2 separate regions of the Sus scrofa genome follow, and region 2 is linked to region 1. Evidence: chromatin contacts called from public HiChIP or PLAC-seq data. All regions are on one chromosome and are shown on one strand. Each heading gives the region's core, a stretch centred on a gene start, on an enhancer-like site or on the middle of the called end of the contact. The rest is flanking DNA. Distances are from core to core; before and after follow the strand shown.

Region 1 (4,819 bases), core at 662-3,161:
GAGTCCAGCGGTCTGACGCTTGAACTCACCCTCTTCGTGGCTGCGCTACGTCTGCCCCTTGGAGAACTTACCGCCCTGTCTGCAACATGGTAGTTACTCATTGCTAGTAATTTCTGCAAATGCAGTTTATTTCTGGGCTCAGTCAGGTGGCTTCTGATACCAGGTTTCTTTGAATCCCACTTCTTGTTAATGTACTATTTTGGGGATGAGTCAGCTTGCAGCCCCCAAGGTCTGGAAATAAGCTTGAGAAACCAAGAGGCCACGTTGGCCCTGGTTGTGGAACAAAGAGCATGTCAGGCTTTTGCTTGCCTCTGCTCCCCCATGTCTGGAACAGATCAGTCCCCTCAGTGTTGTTTTTTAGTGGCGGGAGCATTTCCTCCATATCCTTAAAAGAAACCTGAGGTGATGCTGACAGGTAGCAACCAAGCGAACATATACAGAGCAATTATTCTGGGCTTTTGCTTATACCATCTTTTGCATCCTCGCAACAATTGTTTTGTTTTGTTTCTATTTCTGGGGCGGCTCAGAGTGGTTAGTTAATATATCCAAAATCACACAGCAAGAAAGAGCCAGGATTTGATCCTAGGTTTGACTAACTCCAAAACCTACACTTTAATCATTCTGTCTCCCTGATGCTGAAACTTGGCAGAGGGAGGAAGGAACTCCCTTCCTGTGAGATTCCTGACAAACCATAAGTGGCAGGTGAAGATACCAAGTAACCCTGAGATCAGTTGGTTAGGGATGCCTGGCACAAAAGGATCTTAAGATGCTTCCAACTCTGCAATTCTATCTCTTTAAGACCCAGAACTCCCATGCCAAGCCTACACCATGATCCTCAGAGATTTCAGGGGTGGGGAAGCTGGATTGAACGTGCTGACATACAACAAGCAAAAAAAAGAGCTCAGCATTTTTGCCTCGCCTCAGTGGCTCCGGCCCTTTTCCCCCCCCTTGCTCTCATTTATTTATTACTATGCTATTCCCTGGCCCTGCTGCTGTGTCAATACTGATAAAAGCAAATCGCCCCACAAAACAGGTGCAGCTGGAGCTGCCCCTTGGACAGCTGCCAGGGAATGTGATCGCTCAGCTGGGGTGACCTGCCCCTACCCAACCCCCTTCTCGGGTTCCAGCCCAGGGCATGTGTCCTTGGGCAGTTAATGTCGGTCTGCGGTCTGAGCGTTCAGAGCCTGGCATCTCAGCTGGCATCGTGGACTGAAGCTGGCGGGTGTTTTGCGGGTGGGGTGGGTGTGTGCAGGGCAGAGGGAACCTCCTAGAGTTATCTACCGATTTGTTTCCTCTTTCGGTTTCTTCCAACAAATTCATATGGTAATACTATGTCACCCAGTCCCTCCTGCTACTATTTGAAAATGTCTCCTAAGAATATCACTGCCTGATTTTTCCAGGTAAGAAATATTTTTTCCAGACCTACCCATTTCCAAATTCACACATACACTTGCAATTTCATGGCCCCAAAGACATTTTCTGAGTAACCTCCCAGGGTTTAGCTGAGAGTTCACCTAAATAAACATTTTGCAAGCCAACCCTGTTATCCAGAATACATTTTGGTGCTACCAAGCCATGTGACTTTGACTCCTTTGAAAAAGATTATATTTCATTCCCCCTCCCCCATTCCTGTGTTTTGTCCGTAAGCATCCTTTTCCCCACTTCCCTAGGGCACCCGCCTTTCCGGAAATGCCCGAGCCCAGCGGGCAGCCTCCACATCCCAGGGAGGTAGAACTGGGGCAAAAAGGCTGTGGCAGCACAGCCGGGCCTGGGGCTGGCGTTGGGGCCAGAGCCGGAGCCTTAGCCGCCAGGCGGCCCGGCTGCCGCAGAGACGCGCATTTCGGGGAGGGGAGGAGGGTGCTATGCAAATGAGGCTGCGGCGTGCGCCCCGCCCCCTTACCCAGGGGCCCTCGGGTTGCCAAAACAGACCATTCCCCAGAACAGTCGCCTAGAAACGGGCGCTGTCATAGCAGCCTCTCTAGCGGCGAGCCAGCGGCGCTGCCAGGAGGAGCTGGGTCAGGGTGTTCAGACCTCCTCAGCATCCCCTCTCCGCTGAGTCTCTACCTCAGGGAAGGGAGTGGTGCCTTGGGCCTCTCCTTGGAGCAGGGGAGGGCACTAATTGGATTGGAACACTGCAGAAACACATCAGCTGCTTCTCCCTGGGGGAAAGGAGTGGGGGTTGGGGGGAGGCTGCAGACAGTCTTTGTGATGTCGGCTCTCAGCCTCACCCTCCCGGCCGCCACGCCCTGACCTGGTCCTCACCAGCCTCTGCCCACCCTAGGACACAATAGCAAGCTCTTCGTGGCGTGGAGGGTTAGACATCCATCAAATAATGGCCAAAATGAAATCCAGCCGTGATAGGAGTTTCTGTGTGGAGCAGAGGTTAAGGACCTGGCATGATCACTGCAGCGACTGGGACGTGGCTTTGGCGTGGGTTTGATCCCTGGCCTGGGAACTTCTGCATGCTGGGGAGTCGGCAAAAAAAGACAAGACAAGAAATCCAGCCATGATAAGGAGGGGTACACGATGCAATTGGAATTCAACATTTGGGATCTGACCTGCTTTGGACGGGTCTGGGAGAATGCAGGTTTATTGCTGCTCCCAAGCCTGTACCTTAGCGACTTTGTTCCTCAATGTGCCCCTTCTCAGCAGCCTTCCCTCATCTGGCCCAGCCTATGCTGACCTGGCTGTCCTGAACCCTGGGAGCAGTGACTTCTTCCTGCCATTTCCTTTCCATTTGGCACCAAGAGAGCTCCTTGTCATTTAAGTCTGCTTCTTGCCTCTTATCAATTAAACTACAGAATAAGCTTCTAAGATGCAGAACCCATGTAATTCTGTGATGCCACACCTTGACCATGCAGAACAAGACATATTTTAACAGATCCCTTTGAATTTAAGTGCCAGCGAGCTTTATCATCCTGGGAGGCCTCTAAGGTTGCCTTTGCAGTAACCATTTAAGATTGCCTTTAGAGAATACTAACACCTCACAAAACTCTGGGATTACAGAGGGGAGGCGATCCAGTGACAGTGAGCCAAGAGGTGGGCTGTAAAGTGGTGACTCCTTAGGACACAGCCTTCCACACGGTCCAGACGCTGTAAGCCATGATCAGAGGTGCTGTGTGAGCACATGTCTCTGTGGAGATGGGAGGACAGTTCTGTGTCTCTCTTCTGGGCAAGGGAGTCTTCTCCCTTCAAAATCCACAAGAGGCCTTATGGACTCAAGAATCAAATCTTCAGGAGTTCCCATCATGGCTCAGCAGTTAATGAACCTGACCAGGATCCACGAGGATGCAGGTTCGATCCCTGGCCTTGCTCAGTGGGTTAAGGATCTGGTATTGCCGTGAGCTGTGGTATACGTAGGTCGCAGATGTGGCTCAGATCTTGCATTGCTGTGGTTGTGGTGTAGACCAGCTGCTACAGCTCCGATTTGACCTCTAGTCTGGGAACCTCCATATGCTGAGGGTGTGGCCCTAAAAAGACAAAAAAAAAAAAAAAAAAAAAAAAATCCCACTTCTCAAAGTAAAGGCCAGAAAGGTGCTTTCTTAGACTCCCTTGCAGCTAAGATATAGGCATGTGACCTATGTTCCACCAATCAGATGCAACAACCTGAGACTTTGATTTGGACAAGAGAAACTGAGGAAGAAGGCATCCTAGAGAAGAGGGCCGGGGAGGTACCTGGCCGTTAGAGCAACACAGGAGATGTTTGGAGATCCAGGTTTCACTATTGTTGAAGGGAGTGAGGTGAGGCAAGTTGTAGAATTTGTACTGATTGATAGCTGCCATGGTGACTTTGCTGGAAAAGTACCTTTGGTCTGGGTGTCAGCTTTCAATACAACACTTTTGTAACAATCATCCCTTCTGGGTTCTGTGAGCCTCTTTTTTTTTTTTTTTTTTTGTCTTTAGGGCTGCAACTGCAGCATATGGAGGTTCCCAGGCTAAGGGTCAAATCAGAGCTGTAGCTGCCAGCCTATGAGCCACAGCAACGCAGGATCCGAGCTGTGTCTATGACCTATACCAGAACTCATGGAAACACTGGATCCTTAACCCACTGAGCAAGGCCAGGGATTGAACCTGCATCCTCAAGTATTCTAGTAGGGTTCATCTGAGCCACAATGTAAACTCCCTCTTCTTGTTTTCTTTATGGCCTCCCCTGCAGCATATGGAAGTTCCCAGGCCAGGTATTGAATTGGCGATGCCAGATCCTTTAACCTACTGAGCCACAGCGAGAACTCCTTAATATTTTAAAATAAGTTCCTTTTCTGTTAAAGTGGATTCCGTTGTTTGCAACTAAGAACTCTGATACAGATGAATGGACAGATAGATGAGTAGGTGGGTGGAATGGTGGGCAGATACCAAGATATTGGAGATGGGACTAAAGGCTATTTTGTTTTTCTGGTTCTCTTATTTTCTTCCTCTTTTTTTTTTTTTTTTTTTTTTTTTTTTTTAACAATGAAAGAATGCTGCTTGTATCATCATAAAAGAGCTGTCAGAGACCCAGACCTAGAAGATCTCAAAGTCCAGCAGCAGATCAGCACAGGGAAGATAGAAGCCAACTCTGAACAGCAGGGCTTCCAAGCCAGTATGAGCTACGGAGAGGCCATGACTCTGAACTCAGATCCCGCTGTCTCAGCTAGCCTGCCCTGCCCACCAGCAGAAAGCCTGCCTTCTCTTTCCTTCCCCTGAACCCCACACCCAAGGCTGTGCCCACCACTCCAGGCATGTACTTGGCTCATCCTGCCTTGTGATATTGTTCCTATTGTTACCCAACAATCCTACTTCATCTTGAGCAGGGATGACACGCACCTTCATGACTCATCCC
Region 2 (4,819 bases), core at 1,414-3,913, 53 kb before region 1:
GTCCAGACCATTAGCTGAAATTCTTTACAAACAGCTCCAAGAAACAAACAGGGCCGGCCACAGACCCTGAGGCTTGTGTGTGGCAGGACCACCCGCCACAGAAAGAGGGGATGAAGGTTTGCACAATCAAGGGAGTTATTCCACAGACCAGCCTCAAACTGCATTAAACATCCTTGCCCAGGAGCCGGGTGAGGGTGAGTCTCACTTCTGATGTGATGCAGGCAAGGACACTTGCACAATATCCTAAGTCAGGGTGCCCTTTGAGAGGCTGTCCTCCCCACCCTCTGAACACAGAGGCAGACACCCACACCCCTTCCTCCCCACAAGGGAAAGGTAGACAGAGCTGCAGGGCTGGCTTCAGACCACGTGATTCCTGTTTACAAACTTTGAGTTGTAAAAAAAAAAAAAAAAAAGGTGGGGGCCATCCCGCTGGTGCTCACCAGGGGGCAGCAAAGACTCAAAGAAAAAAAAAAAAAAAAAAAACCCGGGGAGGACCAGCCATTAACTGTTAAATACAAAAAAATACAGCCCAACCCAGCGTCCTCCAAGGGCAAATAAACACAAACCACAAGCCCCAGTCACAAGTTTTGAAAGGTTGTCGTTGGTGAGGTTAAGCCGCTCAGATGATGACCCACCCTCCTGTGCTTTGATCTCCGAGCTCTCCATTCCATCTTCTCTGAAAGGACCCGCTCCAAGCCCCTCCCTAGGATAGGTTTTCATCCTCTCTGCGGAGACACCCAACTAATTCTCTAACCAGCAAGAGATCTTATTTCACAACATTCATTCTTAATTCCCTCACCCTACAACACCCCCCAAAATTAAATAATCAACAAAACGAATTATTCAGCACAACTACTGTTTCTATTCCTTATCCTTCCCTAGATCAAAGGAGAGAAACTGCAGCTCTAAAACTACCTTACCGAAAACTAAGTCCCTTGTAAGACAAAACAAAAATTACAAAACCGGCATCAATTTTCATCTCTCCCGCTCTCTCCTCCTCCTTCCCCCTCCTATCCTTTTACTGGGGAGGAAACTGGGTCAGACTTCAGAAATCTGGGCTACGGCCGGTTGCCCACAACCTCTTATTCATCGGGAAAGGTTGGAACCCACTGAATTCCACTCAAAAAATAAAATCATGCCAGAAACATTACAGGTTCTGCTGGCTTGAAATCGCCGGCTTTCCTAGGCTGGGAAGCTCTCTTTCGCCCCACCCCTGCTAGCATCGAGCCAGGCGGCCCGATGACCTTTACAAAGGGCCGGAGAGGGGAGCCTGTGGAGGCCTCCAGGCCAGGCCGAGTCACCTGGGCAGCTCCCTCCCGCGCAGCTCCCCCAAGGCCTGGCTCACCATCGAAGTCCGTGTAGACGGTGTCCTTGAGAAGCGCCCCCGACCCGAAGTCGATGAGCTTGAGCTCGCCGCGGTTGAGGTCGATGAGGATGTTCTCGTCCTTGATGTCGCGGTGGAGCACCCCGCAGTTGTGGCAGTGGCGAACGGCCTCCAGCACCTGCCAGAAGAAGCTGCGGGCCAGCTCCTCCTGCAGGGCCCCCCTTTCCGTGATAAAGTCGAAGAGGTCTTGCACCGGCTCGGGCCTCTCCAGGATCAGGACGAAACTGTCGGGCCTCTCGAACCAGTCCAGGAGCCTAATGACGCCGGAAAAGCCCGAGCTCACCTTCTTCAGAAGAACCACTTCCATGGGCACTCGGGTGCCATTAGGCTGCAGAGGGGGCAAGGGGGCTGCGTTAGGGCGGGAGTCGGAGGGTGCCCCTCACCCCACCCATCCTTGGGGTCGCTCCCTCACCAGTTCTCCCCAGTCGGAAATCCGGTCCTTCTCCACGTGCTTGATGGCCACCTGGAAAGCCCCCCAGAGAGTCTGTTAGGTCCCCTCGCCAGAGCCAAACACACCCTGCCGCCCCCCTGCCCGGAGCGCCCTCCCCGTGGTGGGGCGCCCACTCACCGGCAAGTTGTCGGCGACACGGATGCCTGAGTAGACCGAACCGAAGCCGCCGCTGCCCAGTAGCGGGCCCACCTGGTACTGCGACTCCAGGGGCTCCTTATCCTTGCCTAGGAAAGGGGGAGTCACAGAGGACTCAGTGCCGGCCCGGGTGCCCCCAGCTCCCACCCTGGGAAGTCCAGTCGCCCCTCCATCCACGATTTGGGGGGGGGCACTCACCGGGCGCCAGCTTGGTGGCGTGCAGGTCGTTGCAGGGCGCGGCGCGCAGGTGGGCAAGCGAGTTGATTTTGGACAAGAGCATCCCAACCTCCAGGGTGTCGGCGTAGGGACTGCGTCTGGAAGAGCTGCAGCAGCAGGAGCTGGGGCTGGGGTTGTGCCGGTGGCTGTGCCTACGGCTGGGGGTGAGGCTGCGGGTGGCGTTGCGGCTGCGGCAGCGGCTGGCGCGGAAGGCCGAGGGCGAGTCGGAGGACGACTGGGGGCGCCGCCGGGGCTGGAGACTGGCGGACACGCCGGCGGGGTCAGGCAACGCCGAGGGCGGCGGGGTGGGCGGCTCGTGGGACTCTTGCGGCAGCGCCGCGGCACAGGGAGCTTGTAGCTGCTGCTGCTGCCGGTCCCGCCACCGCCGCTGCCGCTGCTGCCGCCAAGTCCTCTCGGGCCTCCTCCGCCACCGCGGCCGCTGCAGCAGACGCCCGGCTCGCCCAGCCGCCAGGAGTAAAGGGGCGGAGCGCGCCGGCGGGGGGCGCGCGGGCGGGCGGGGATGGGGCGGGGCCTCTCCAGGAGGCCTAGGCGGGGAGCCGGGCTGCCAGGCCAGCGGAGGGAGGAGAGGGGGTGGGGAAGCGGCGGGACAGGGCGACTCCCCTCCCCCCCGCCCCGCGCGCTCCGGCGCCGCACCCCGGCCCCGCCCCCGCCGGCGCATCTCCAGCCAACCAGAAGCCGACCTATCTGCATAACACGGCGCGCCCCGCTCCCGCCCCGCCCCGCTCTCGCGGTCAGAATGGTCTCTACGCCGCCACGACGTGGCGGGAAGGAAAAGGCGCCAAAATGGAGGGGGAGGGGCGCGGGGCGTGATGGGAGGCGGGAGCTGGGTGTCTAGCAGCCACGGAGGAAGGATGGGGAGGGGCGTATCGATTCAAACCCAAACAATAACAAAGCCATCAAAGGCCGCCCGAGGCCGGCTCTGCGGCTCTCCGTTTCTCGGGGTTTTTGGGTCAAGGGCTTGAGCTGGAGCATAACAAGTTGCGCAGAGACGACGGGCGTTGGTGTGACAGGCGGGGAGGCCAGGCGGCCGGCGCGCCGGGGTGTGAGGGACCGTGTGTGTGTGTGTGTGTGTGGTGTGTGTGTGGCGGGGGGGATGCCGACGAGGGTGGTCTTTCTGTGTGACTCAGACGTGAGACCTCCAAGTCGGCTTGGGCTGGTTGATCACGCTCTGTGGGCTCGAGTTGGGTCCTCCGGGGTTTGTGTGTTGGGGGCGCGTGGGGGGCGAAGGATCTGCAAGATGTGAGTCACAGCGGCTTCACGCAGGGAGTGGAGGTGTCACAGGCCCGGAATAAAATGAGGAGAGCTCCGCTCACTCGGGGGAGGCGTCCCGATCGCGGTTGTCACAGCCCGTGAAAAGATCAGCTCCCCAGCCCCCAATCCCCTAGCAGATTTTATTTTTAAAATGCAGAAAGGTTCCAGTGAATCCTGATTCCTAAGCAGTGATGTGTGTCAGAGTGCCCGGTAAAGAGGAAATCACGAAACAAATGTTAGTATTGTGATGCCAGATGCTGTCTCAGCCCTTCTGTGAGGGCGGGAGCGAGAGATGAATTCCTCATCTAAAGCGGGGTGGGAGGGCGCGCTTGATTTAATCAGCTTTCGCGTTGTATTCACCTTTTCATCAGCCTGTTATTACCAGTCAGGCAATACTAGCAATTATTAGCAGCCCCCGATTCTTGACTCAAAGGAAATGCCCCTCCTTTCCCTGCCCCCCCTTGGAAATAACACGGAAAACTGACCAATTTGACTTTCATCCTTTGTCCTTTTAAACTTCATGTAGAGTTGATAACGACGTGTGAAATGAGTAAATTAGAATTCTATGTAATCCATAAATTGAAATGTCAGAGCCTAAATAATTGAAAGCTAACTACATCCTATTTTAATTGTTTTCAAGTTCCTGCCACTTAAAGGAAAAATGAGGAAGTCCGTGGATCTGTGTATCTGCTGGCATTAATGAGTTTAAATGTTTCATTAAAAGTTTCCTACAGTGCTTGTTTTATAAAGACACCCAGTTGTTTCACAACTTTTATGAATTTATCTTATAAGATATTACATATTTCCCTTTTGTTGTGTACTGTGGCCTAACTCATTCATTTTTGATGACTATGAGAAAACCCAAGGGAACAAGAATTATTCCCTTTTTTACAGACAGGAAAATGAAACATAAATAGGATGACACAGGGTCATACAACAGCTAAGGGAGGAAGAGATGAAATGACCCAAATTCAACTCCAGAGTATTCAAAGCTTTTCTTCTATTGGCATCCAAAACTGTCCTTGATACTAAGATAACAAGTATAAATTTATGTGACCACCATTTCCAACCCCTCTACCTTCCCTTTCCTTTCACAAGCCATACTGGACCATTCTCCCTTGTTCCCACTCACGCAGCACTTTAGACTTTGTGCCTTTGGAGAGGCAGTCAGCCTGCTCTGAGAATTCCCCCTCTTTTATTTAAAGCCTTTGCCGACTTGAGAACACAATTCTAGTTCCACCCCAGATTGCCCAACAAACTCCAAGCATGAAATTACACATCTACTCCACTTATCTGACAACCGCACGTTTTTTAGGTTTTTTTTTTAAATCTCTTTATTAACTTTTCAGTTATTTATATCT

What was found. HiChIP or PLAC-seq counts read pairs in DNA pulled down with a chosen protein or histone mark.
Region 2: a contact with region 1 is called in an H3K27ac HiChIP or PLAC-seq map of skeletal muscle. The contact joins the promoter of PIM1 here to the enhancer-like site in region 1. A contact is called at or near these places in 2 of 5 promoter capture datasets (fetal liver and liver), 17 of 47 Hi-C or Micro-C datasets (alveolar macrophages, blood, embryonic fibroblasts and 4 more) and 2 of 2 datasets of contacts at active chromatin or transcription factors (alveolar macrophages and skeletal muscle).

Annotation. Positions count from the first base shown.
Region 1 is chr7:32,732,248-32,737,066 of Sscrofa11.1, reverse strand. No RefSeq gene overlaps it. Among named protein-coding and RNA genes, the nearest start is that of PIM1, 54 kb to the left of the region's middle. Within about 2 kb of position 1,911, at least 64 of the 83 cell types and tissues checked have an H3K27ac peak or open chromatin away from gene starts, as enhancers often do. A contact at or near this core is called in alveolar macrophages, embryonic fibroblasts, fetal liver and 2 more, where this site is marked.
Region 2 is chr7:32,786,090-32,790,908 of Sscrofa11.1, reverse strand. It overlaps PIM1 (serine/threonine-protein kinase pim-1), which reads right to left and starts at 2,663. Exons shown (of 6, transcript XM_005665927.2): 1 at 2,169-2,663; 2 at 1,953-2,059; 3 at 1,797-1,847; 4 at 1,346-1,712. The coding sequence starts at 2,250.